Linked DNA regions of Mus musculus: region 2 is linked to region 1. The links are chromatin contacts, called in public HiChIP or PLAC-seq maps. All regions are on one chromosome and are shown on one strand. Each heading gives the region's core, a stretch centred on a gene start, on an enhancer-like site or on the middle of the called end of the contact. The rest is flanking DNA. Distances are from core to core; before and after follow the strand shown. Region 1 overlaps Hpse2 (heparanase 2). Region 2 has its middle 5.1 kb from the start of Got1.

The links. HiChIP or PLAC-seq counts read pairs in DNA pulled down with a chosen protein or histone mark.
Region 2: an HNF4G HiChIP or PLAC-seq map of pancreatic cancer cells shows a contact between it and region 1. The contact joins two enhancer-like sites. A contact is called at or near these places in 3 of 115 datasets of contacts at active chromatin or transcription factors (embryonic stem cells and pancreatic cancer cells).

Annotation. Positions count from the first base shown.
Region 1 is chr19:42,857,681-42,862,568 of GRCm38.p6, forward strand. All of the region lies in intron 9 of Hpse2 (heparanase 2), which reads right to left. Among named protein-coding and RNA genes, the nearest start is that of Hps1, 80 kb to the left of the region's middle. Within about 2 kb of position 2,546, at least 6 of the 459 cell types and tissues checked have an H3K27ac peak or open chromatin away from gene starts, as enhancers often do. A contact at or near this core is called in pancreatic cancer cells, where this site is marked.
Region 2 is chr19:43,527,325-43,532,133 of GRCm38.p6, forward strand. No RefSeq gene overlaps it. Among named protein-coding and RNA genes, the nearest start is that of Got1, 5.1 kb to the left of the region's middle. Within about 2 kb of position 3,082, at least 101 of the 459 cell types and tissues checked have an H3K27ac peak or open chromatin away from gene starts, as enhancers often do. A contact at or near this core is called in pancreatic cancer cells, where this site is marked.

The DNA of each region.
Region 1 (4,888 bases), core at 1,296-3,795:
AATGAAGACACTTGGAATTAAATTCTATCTCCATGCTACTTTCTAGCTTTGAGAGCCTGGGAAAAGTTGTTTAAAACCCAATGCCTCAGGTTTTTTGTCTGCTTAATGAGGAAAATACAGGGCTGCTGCTAGGTTGTGGGACCATGAACTATGCCTATCCCCACCCTTCCAACACTGAGAATGAAGTGCCTTGCTTGTTAAGGGTCCCCTTAACTTTGTCCTGTGCTTCAGATTTGTCTGATAATCCAAATCTTATTATGTCTGGACATGCTCATTAAGTCTATTCCCTCATTGCTAGGAAATTCCATTTTAAAAACCCATTTCACAATTGTAAATTTTTTCCTAGGGTCTAAGCCCTCAGTCATGGGTTTTTGACTGAATTTCAGTACCAGGCATGAACTCCCGCTGTGGAGCAGGCCTCAAGTCCATCCAGAGACTAACGGTTGTTCATCCTCACAAGAGCCGGGCCTCTGTTGGCCACTGGCTGCATCCTGCCTGGCAGAGCCTGCCTAGGACTGGGTCTGTCTCTAGTCAGCCTTGGATTATGAGAGGCTTAGCGAGCTCTGGTGCTCCCTGAAGAACAATTGGCTTCTGATGGATTCTGGAGGAAGAACAGTCATTGTCTCCAGTGTATACCACAGGTGAGCACATCCAGGATTATGAAGGGACCCCTGCTTAAATGCAGTGGGTCTCAAAATAAAACAAAAAGAGAATGCCAGGTAAGGAAGAGTCTGCAGCGGTGGGAGGGAAACAGGCGAGGGCTGGAGGCAGAAGCAACCAGAGTTGTGGTTGTACCTGCCTTCCTTTCTGGCTTAAAATCCAACTTGTTTCAAAGGACAATATTCTGATTGGACTGAAGTGTTCCTGTCAGACAAACTCTCCATGCACTGTTCCTCTACTCCCTGCTCTAGTTATGATGGACTTACTTTGATCCTTAAAAGCAGCACTTTCCAGTCTGTGGTCCTTCTACAAAAAATAGCCTTTCTCTCCTAGCCCAGTCAATTTATTCAGCTCAAATATCATTCGAAGTGAAGACTTATTCCTGCTTTCCCATCATAGAACTTACATTTCTTCCAGAGCATGTAAAACAACTTTGCCTCTATATATGTTTAACACATATCTTGTCCTCTATTCCCCCAAAGGCAGGCTTGATGAATACCATAAACTAGTCATATTTTGATTCCAGCTGTATCTCCAATACTTAACCTTTAGCTACAAATTACAGAAGAGCAAACTAACAAATGAATGATCATTCAGGAAGCAGTAGAGTATGTTTGAAGAACCACAAATGCAGTGCAGTTTCTATATCCAAAAGTCCACATCTGTGACTTCAATGAACTACAAATTGAAAATATTTGAGAAAGAGTTACCTGCACTATAAATATTTTTCTTCTCATTATTCACTAAACTACAGAATAATGACTGTTTGCAGAGTCTACAGTAGATGTAGACTTACAGGTGATGTAAGTATGCAGGAGGGTGTGTGCATGTAATACGCAAACACTGTGTTATTGAACATGGGAGATTTGAAACATCTGTGGAGTTTGGTATCTGTGTAGAGTCCTGGAACCACAATGGCCCTGGGAATGGGGGATGCTTCTATCTCATGATTAAAGCACAGAGGAAAGTCACAGAGAGGGTGGGAATGGAGAAGGGCCAAAGGACAGTGCTGACGAGGTGTTCAGGGACCATCACACTGTGGGTCAAGTTTGATCTATACTGGGAAATAGGAGAGGCCCTGATATGTTCTATAATCCATAAACCAGAGAGGGTTAGGCACAGAAGAATTAGACTGGGGTGGGGCATATGTATATCCCTGGGAAGGAGGAAAAGAATAGATTTTATGGGTGGTTTGGGGGTGGGTGAGGATGAGAATGAGAGGATAAGGTGGGGAGGGGGAGGGGAATAGGGTTGAGGAAGGAAATGCAGTGAGAGACAGCTAGAATTGAGGGGCATTTGAGGGATGATATGAAAACCCAGTGTAGTGAAAACTTCCTAAAGTATACGAAGGGAATTCTAATGAGGTCTCCTAATGTGGGACACAGTCCCAACTGACCATTTCTTATCACCAAATGAGGCTTCCAATAGCAGGGCTGGGTTGCATTTAATTGAGTTGTTGGCCAATGGGGTCATGGAAATCCCCAAACAATCCAGGCTGTTGCTAAGACAACAGGTTGTTTTCCAGAAATTTACAGCAGGGCCCCATTGCTGCAGACCACACTCACACAACTCACTGAACATGGAAAATTCCAGCGGATGCCTCCATGAAGCTTTCACCTCTCTGTTCTAGTTCCTGGGTACAGGAAGATATTCTGAACACAACCAAGGAAGAAATATGAACACCAAACCCAGCCACAAGACCTTTGACCTACAATGTGTTCTTCCTATGAGATGTGCTAGGATAATGGTGGCACAGAACTTATAGGAGTAGCCAACCAATGTCTCATCTGACTTAAGACCCACTCCATGGGGAACCCATGCCCAACTCTGCTAGCATGACCAAGACCCAGAGATGACATCACCCAGAGTCCTAGGGTAAAACCAAACAACTACTCTTTTAAAAAAGAATCAATAAAATGACTCATACTCCTTTTCTGCTGTACTCATAGATCAGTGCCTTATTCAGTCATCATCAGAGAAGCGTTCTCCTACAGCAGACAGGAACAGATGCAGAGCCCACAATCAGGCAATTTATGTGGACACACACACACACACACACACACACACACACTTTGGAACACATGGCTCTAGATGGACTGTCTCCATCAGATCCCTTCCCTTAGATCTCAGGGAATCCCACAAAAGAGGAGGTGTTGAGTGTAAAAGCCAGAGGGGATGGAGGACACCAGGAGAACAGAGCCCTCGGAATCAACTAGCAGGGCTCACTGAAGTCACAGAGACTGAAGCAGCGAGCACAGGTTCTGCATGGGTCTGCACCAGGCCCTCTGCATATACACTGTAACTTTCAGCTTGGTGTTTGTATGGGACTGCTGACTGTGTGAACAAGGGGTCTTCGACTGATTCTGTGACTGCTTTTGAGGATCTTTCCTGTCTGCTGGGTTCCCTTGTCTGGCCTCCATGTGTTGATGTTTGCTCTCTTCTATTTTGTCAAAATAGCTTTGACTTCTCATTTTGTAGCATAGTACTTCATTATAATTCTTCATAAGTGTCATTTGAATAAACTGCCATACAATATCTTTATTATTTAGACAGCCTTTTGGTTTTGAAATTTGGAAAGATTCTAAGCAAATACTGTACAGTGTCCTTCTGTTGAACCCTATATAAAATTACCCTCCTTCCCTCTACCCCATGGCTACACTTGCTAGATCATTTCCAAGTTAATCATCCCAGACTCTATTATCATGGCATCCATATGGATTTACCTTCTTCCTACATAAAAGTACATGGTTTACTGATCCCTAAAAGAAAAGAATACTTTCTTTTTTCTGAGATTCACACTAACTAAAGTCACTGACTCCATACCACTAGGTATGTGGCCTTAAAATCTTTATCACTAAGAAACTCTAGTAAATTTTAATCACTAGACAAATTTTTCATGCACTTATCTAGTGCAAAAATCATGAAAGAAAGAGGAACACAAGGACCAACACAGTGATAGCTTACACCTGGTGAATAAGTAGGAGAGGCTAGATAGGAGTGATGATGAAGGTGCCATGAACCTGAGGAGACACATGGTTAGGAGGGACCACTGAATTCCATTTTGAGATATGTTGAGTTTTAGATACCATAGGATATCACACTATTGTAAATGGGTAGTTAGGAAGCTCTGTTTTGCCAACTGAACAAATTCCTTAGCTTTTATTTTAAAATAAAATAATGTTAATAATACCAAGTTAAAGACGTCTCTCTTTTTTGTCCTCTGACTTCCTTTTTTATCGGATATTTTCTTTATTTACATTTCAAATGTTATCCCCTTTCCTGGTTTCCCCTCCCCCTCCCCTTAACCTCTCCCCCTCCCCCTGCTTCTATAAGGGTTTTCCTCCACCCACCCACACACTCCCACCTCCCTGCCCTGGCATTCCCCTACACTGGGGCATCCAGCCTTCACAGAATCAAGGGCATCTCCTTCCATTGATGACCAACAAGGCCATCCTCTGCTACATAAGCAGCTGGAGCCATGGGTCCCTCTATGTGTACTCTTGGGTTGGTGGTTTAGTCCCTGGGTGCTCTAGGGAGTCTAGTTGGTTGATATTGCTGTTCTTCCTATGGGCTGCAAACCCCTTCAGCTCTGTCAGTCCCTTCTCTGACTCCTTCATTGGGGACCATGTGCTCAGTCCCATGGTTGGCATGATCATATCATTAGATGCTGAGAACGCATTTGACAAAATTTAGCATACCTTCATGGTAAAAGTCTTAGAAAGATCAGGAATTCAAGGCCCATACCTACCATAGTAAAAGCAATATACAGCAAACCAATAGCCAGCATCAAACTAAATGGAGAGAAACTTGAAGCAATCCCACTAAAATCAGGGACTACACAAGGCTGCCTGCTCTCTCCCTACCGATTCAATATGGTACTCGAAGTTCCCAAAAATTCCACTACAGAACTCTTAAAGCTGATAAACAACTCTAGCAAAGTGGCTGGGTATAAAATTAACTCAAACAAATCAGTAGCCTTCCTCTACTCAAAAGATAAACAGACTGAGAAAGAAATTAGGGAAATGACACCCTTCACAATAGTTAAAAATAACATAAAATACCTTGGTGTGACTCTAACCAAGCAAGTGAAAGATCTGTATGACAAGAACTTCAAGTCTCTGAAGAAAGAAATAGAAGAAGATCTCAGCAGATGGAAAGCTCTTCCATGCTCATGGATTGGCAGGATTAATATATTAAAAATGGCCATCTTGCTGACAGCAATCTACAA
Region 2 (4,809 bases), core at 1,832-4,331, 670 kb after region 1:
ACTCAACACTGCCTCCTTGCTGAGGAAATGATCCAAGCAAAAGGCTTATGGAGAGGCAGCCCGCAGAGTGCCCAGGGAAAGGGCAGCTGAGGTCAGAAGACAAAGAGTCTGATAAACCTCGTCGTCGTCTACCGACAAGTTTCTAAAACTACTCAAGGAGAATCCTAGTGTCTCCTTTCTGGCTCCCACCCCACCCCACCCCACCCTCACCCTCATCTCTTTTCTTCAAAACACAAAATAAAACTGCAAAAGAGGGGTTGGGAAGCCACCCGGCAACAGCTGTGTCTGGATCATTTCCAAGAGGCAGAGAGTCGGTGGCAACTGTCCGGGACTCTAAGCTAAGCCGCACCTGATTATTTCACTCCATCTTACGCCTCAGTGCCCAGAATGTCTAAACTTAAGAATAAGTTGGGGAGGGAAGAGTTTATAGCACTTTGGGATCCTCATATCTAGGCTACTTATATGTGTGCTGTCGCTAAGGGCATTTAGAGACTGTTTTATGCTGAGCCAATATTTCTTTAGAAACCTAAGCTGCAAGAGAAGGTGTGTTCAAGGGTCACTATGTAGCCAAATGGTGGGTTAGCCAAGCACAAACCCCACTAAAAGAGTTGTATAATGGAATGGTAACTGAATTCTCTTGCTAAAGCAAGCAGCCAGTTTTCAGCTTCTCCCTCAGGTTAACTAGCTGGGTCCTGGGTGAACCTGGGTGGAAGCTTTATGCTTATCTTTCCTATGTACAGCCCTCTACCAGCATATCCCCAGCCCCAGCCCTCTACCAGCATATCCCCAGCCCCAGCCCTCTACCAGCATATCCTCAGCCTCAGCCCTCTACCAGCATATCCCCAGCCCCAAACCCTGACCGCCTCAAGGTTCGTACCAAACCAGGATGCGCCTTGCTGTGTCCTATCTCATGAAAGGACATGCCCAGCGAGGCCTGAAGCAGACAGTTTCTAAACTTAGTCCTGGACTGGATACTCACATGTGCAGGTTTTATTTAAGGCTCAGAAGACCTTTATGTTCCAAAGATATCAACAGGCCCAAGTGCAGTGAATGCTACCCTCTACTGTTGACTGTAATTAACTCCCCGGCACCATTTAGAAATCGTTGTGCCATGTAATTTTTGTGTTTAAGAAGTATCTTAAGTACAACAGTTAAAAGCCTGACCTCTGGAAGTGGATTTCCTCTGCGTGTCTCCGTTTCCTCACCTGCAATATGAAGGTAATAATAGTTCTACCCCAGGGGGTTGTCAAGAAGATTAACTTGTTTAATGCAGTTGAGCGGTTCCGTGTGAAAGTCCTTTGAATTGTATCTCATAAGAACTCAGCAGATGCTAACAGTGTCCATCAAGTGTTAATGAGATTCGTCATCACCTCTGATATCACCAACTCTGCTTTGAGAGTCCTTTAGGCTTTTTATTGAACGATGAGCAACCCAGGTGAATTATATCTAAGCTTGGATTCAGAATGAAATTCCAGCTTTGCTCTGGGTGGTAGTGGTGGCTAACCCCAGCACTCGGGAGGCAGAGGCAAGTGAAGCTCTGAGTTCAAAACCAACCTGGTCTACAGAGCCAATTCCAGGACATACACTGGAAACCTTGTCTCGAAAAACAACAATAACAACAACAACAACAAAATTCAGCTTTGCCTCTTACTAGTTTTTGAGACACTGAGTTACTTAATGTGTCTGAGTTCTGCTGTTCATATCCGTTAAGTTGTAGCATATAGACGTGTGCACAGTTAGCACATGGGTAGAAGTTATTATTATTGTCATAGAGGTTACACTTTAGTCCCTAGACAGCTGGAAGGTAATGGTTGAGCTCTCTTTGAAGTCTGTTTGATCTGGCCTCTTAGTGGGTATGCACTCTGAAATATTTTCTAGACGGAGAAGGGGCCAGGTGTGGCGGTACATGTCTGTAATCCCAGCACTTAGAAGGCGGAGGGAGAATTTGAGGTCAGCCTTAGCTACTTAATAATTCTAAGAAGTTTTTGTAAAGATCTGTAAGTGCTAGAAAACAATTAAAGAAAACAAGATAATATATTCAAAAATGAACTAAAATATGAACATGGTAATAATAGCCTTTTATATCTTTCTCCCCAAGAGAAAAAAAAAATGTCTTAGAAACCATCCCATAATTCTCCTAACATCTGGGGGGAACCTTCATTTCCACTTGCAACTTTTTAATACAGTTCCTCATGTTGTGGTGACACCCAACCATGAGATTATTTTGTACTATTTTGTATTATTTCTATTATTATATGTATAAATGTAATTTTGCTACTGTTATAAATTATAATGTAAATGTCTGATATGGAGAAAGACCCTGAGGGACTAAGGGGTCTTCACCTACAGATTGAGAAACCACTGACTTAAAACAGCAAATAAAAAAACATTAAGAGCCGGGCATGGTGGCACGCGCCTTTAATCCCAGCACTCGGGAGGCAGAGGCAGGTGGATTTCTGAGTTCCAGGCCAGCCTGGTCTGCAAAGTGAGTTTCAGGACAGCCAAGGCTATACAGAGAAACACTGTCTCAAACAACAACAACAACAACAAAAGAAAGAAAGAAAGAAAGAAAGAAAGAAAAGAAAAGAAAAGAAAAATATTAAAAATACATAAATCACGGGGGCTGGCAAGATGGCTCAGCAGGTAAGAGCACTGAGTTCAAATCCCAGCAACCACATGGTGGCTCACAACCACCCGAAATGAGCTACAGTGTACCTATTTAAAATAATAAATAAACCTTTGGGCCAGAGCGAGCAAGGAAGCCAGTGGGACCAATGAGAGCGAATAAATAAATTTTTAAAAAATACATAAATCACAAAAAGAATACTAAGCAAAAAACAAACAAACAAAACAAAACAAAAACATTTCAGAATGGGCCCCGTGTCTACGTAGATCTGCTCATTATAGATGCAGTGTCTTACTGCTAACGTCATGCCTCCTCGCCTCCTCCTCCTCCTTCTTCTCCTCCTCCCTCCTCTTCCTCTTTTGAGATTTCATTTCTTGTTTTTTCATGAAGATGCTCCTGCAAGCATGTGCTCAAAGTTGCCACAAGAGGGCGTCGAATGCCTTGGAGTCGGGCGTACAGGCAGGCTGGAAAGGAGTCTCTGGAAGCTGAGCCGCCTCTCCAGCCCCAGTGACTTCCATTGTATCTCTCCGAGTTGTGTCCTTTCCCCTCTGTTTAGTTAGACATGACCTCAAGTTGTAAGCTTTGGTACAAGGTGGACGCAAATGAAAAGGGCACACTCAATGTCTTTGCCAGAAAACAGTGTTTTAACTCCTAACTTCTTAAGACACTATAACCGATGGCTTGACTCTTGCTCAAAGCCAGAAGAGACAAGCTTCTAACATTTCAACATCTGGCAGTAGAGGGCAGCACTACCCTTTTTTTGAGAAATGTTGAGCATCTAGGGAAAAGGGGAAAGGCTCCCAACCGTTTTGTTGTTGTTGTTTTAATTTTACTTTATCCATACAAGTTCTTTTTAAAATTTATTTTTCTTATTGCTTATTGGTCTTATAGAAGGAATCCCATATCTTCTATTTGCTTAATAATGGAAGACCGAGTACTTAGTGAAAACCAGAGTTTTCAGGTGTTCTGCTGGGTGTGCTGTCTGGCAAAGGTAAAAAGTGGCTCAACCTTAGGCAGCCAGATAGCAGTCTTCTATGAACACAGTAAACGCTCCTGAACTTTCTAGATCGTCTTTCTGAAGCAGGATGTGGGTTTTTTTAATGTGTGTAAATCATATGCTCACAACCCTGATGATGGCTTCTAAATTCTTACTCACTGACTTCATTCCGCTGTGTCAGTGTTCATTTCTAGCGCGTTTGGGGCGGATCAGGGCAAATGCAGACGTAGGCCAGGTATTGTGACTTTAAGGAACGATGTTCCACAGGGTGGGGGAGGGACTTCTTTGCTGAAGCTTCGGTTGCCTGACAGCTGTGCGTAAACAGCTTGTGTGCTCGATCGATTCTATTACACTATGATTTGAATTTCTCTAAGCAATAAAAGGGGGGGGGTCTGACTTTTGTGCTAAGTGTAGCTCAATCTCTTTGTCAGGAGGACACGGAGGAGAGAATAACCCTAATTTTAGAAAATATATAGCAGAAGTGTTCTTAGTATATTTGAGTTCTATCCTGACCCTGGAAAGATTTTTTGGCAACGAATCTTCAGTGCAAACTTAAACAACCCTCCTGAGGAGAAAGTGGTGGCAGACATTAAGTCTAGCCCCAGCCCTGCCTTGTCAACTGGGCGAATTATAACTTCTGAGCCTGTTTTCCTCCGCTCTTAAGCAGAGATGCCTCAGGATTTATTAGAAGAGCTAATTCAGAAAGTGGCATGGCTCAGTGGTTAGAGCACTGGCTGCTGCTCTTCTAGAGGATCCTGGTTCGATTCCCAGCAGCCACATGGCAGCTCACAACTGTCTGTAACTCCAATCCCAGGGGATCTGATGCCTTCCTCCGGCCGTTGTGAGCACTAGGCACACACGTGGTACACAGACATACATGCAGACAAAACACCCATACACATAAAAATAAATAAATGAGCAAAAATTTAATTGCTTTAAAAGCTATTTAGATACCTAACGAGTTTTTCTATCATTGTAGCCCAAAGAGGTCAATACTGTTCTAAACATATAAGACTTTCTGCTTCTTCTCATCTGGTGTCTTTACATTGCCTGGATTGCTAGTTAATTGTCATGTAACCTTAACTATCTCCCTAACTTGATTGCTAGTTTCTTAAGACCCAAAACCATTAGACCTAACTCTCTGCATGTTCCATGACAAAAAAAAAAAAAAAAAAAAAAAAAAAAA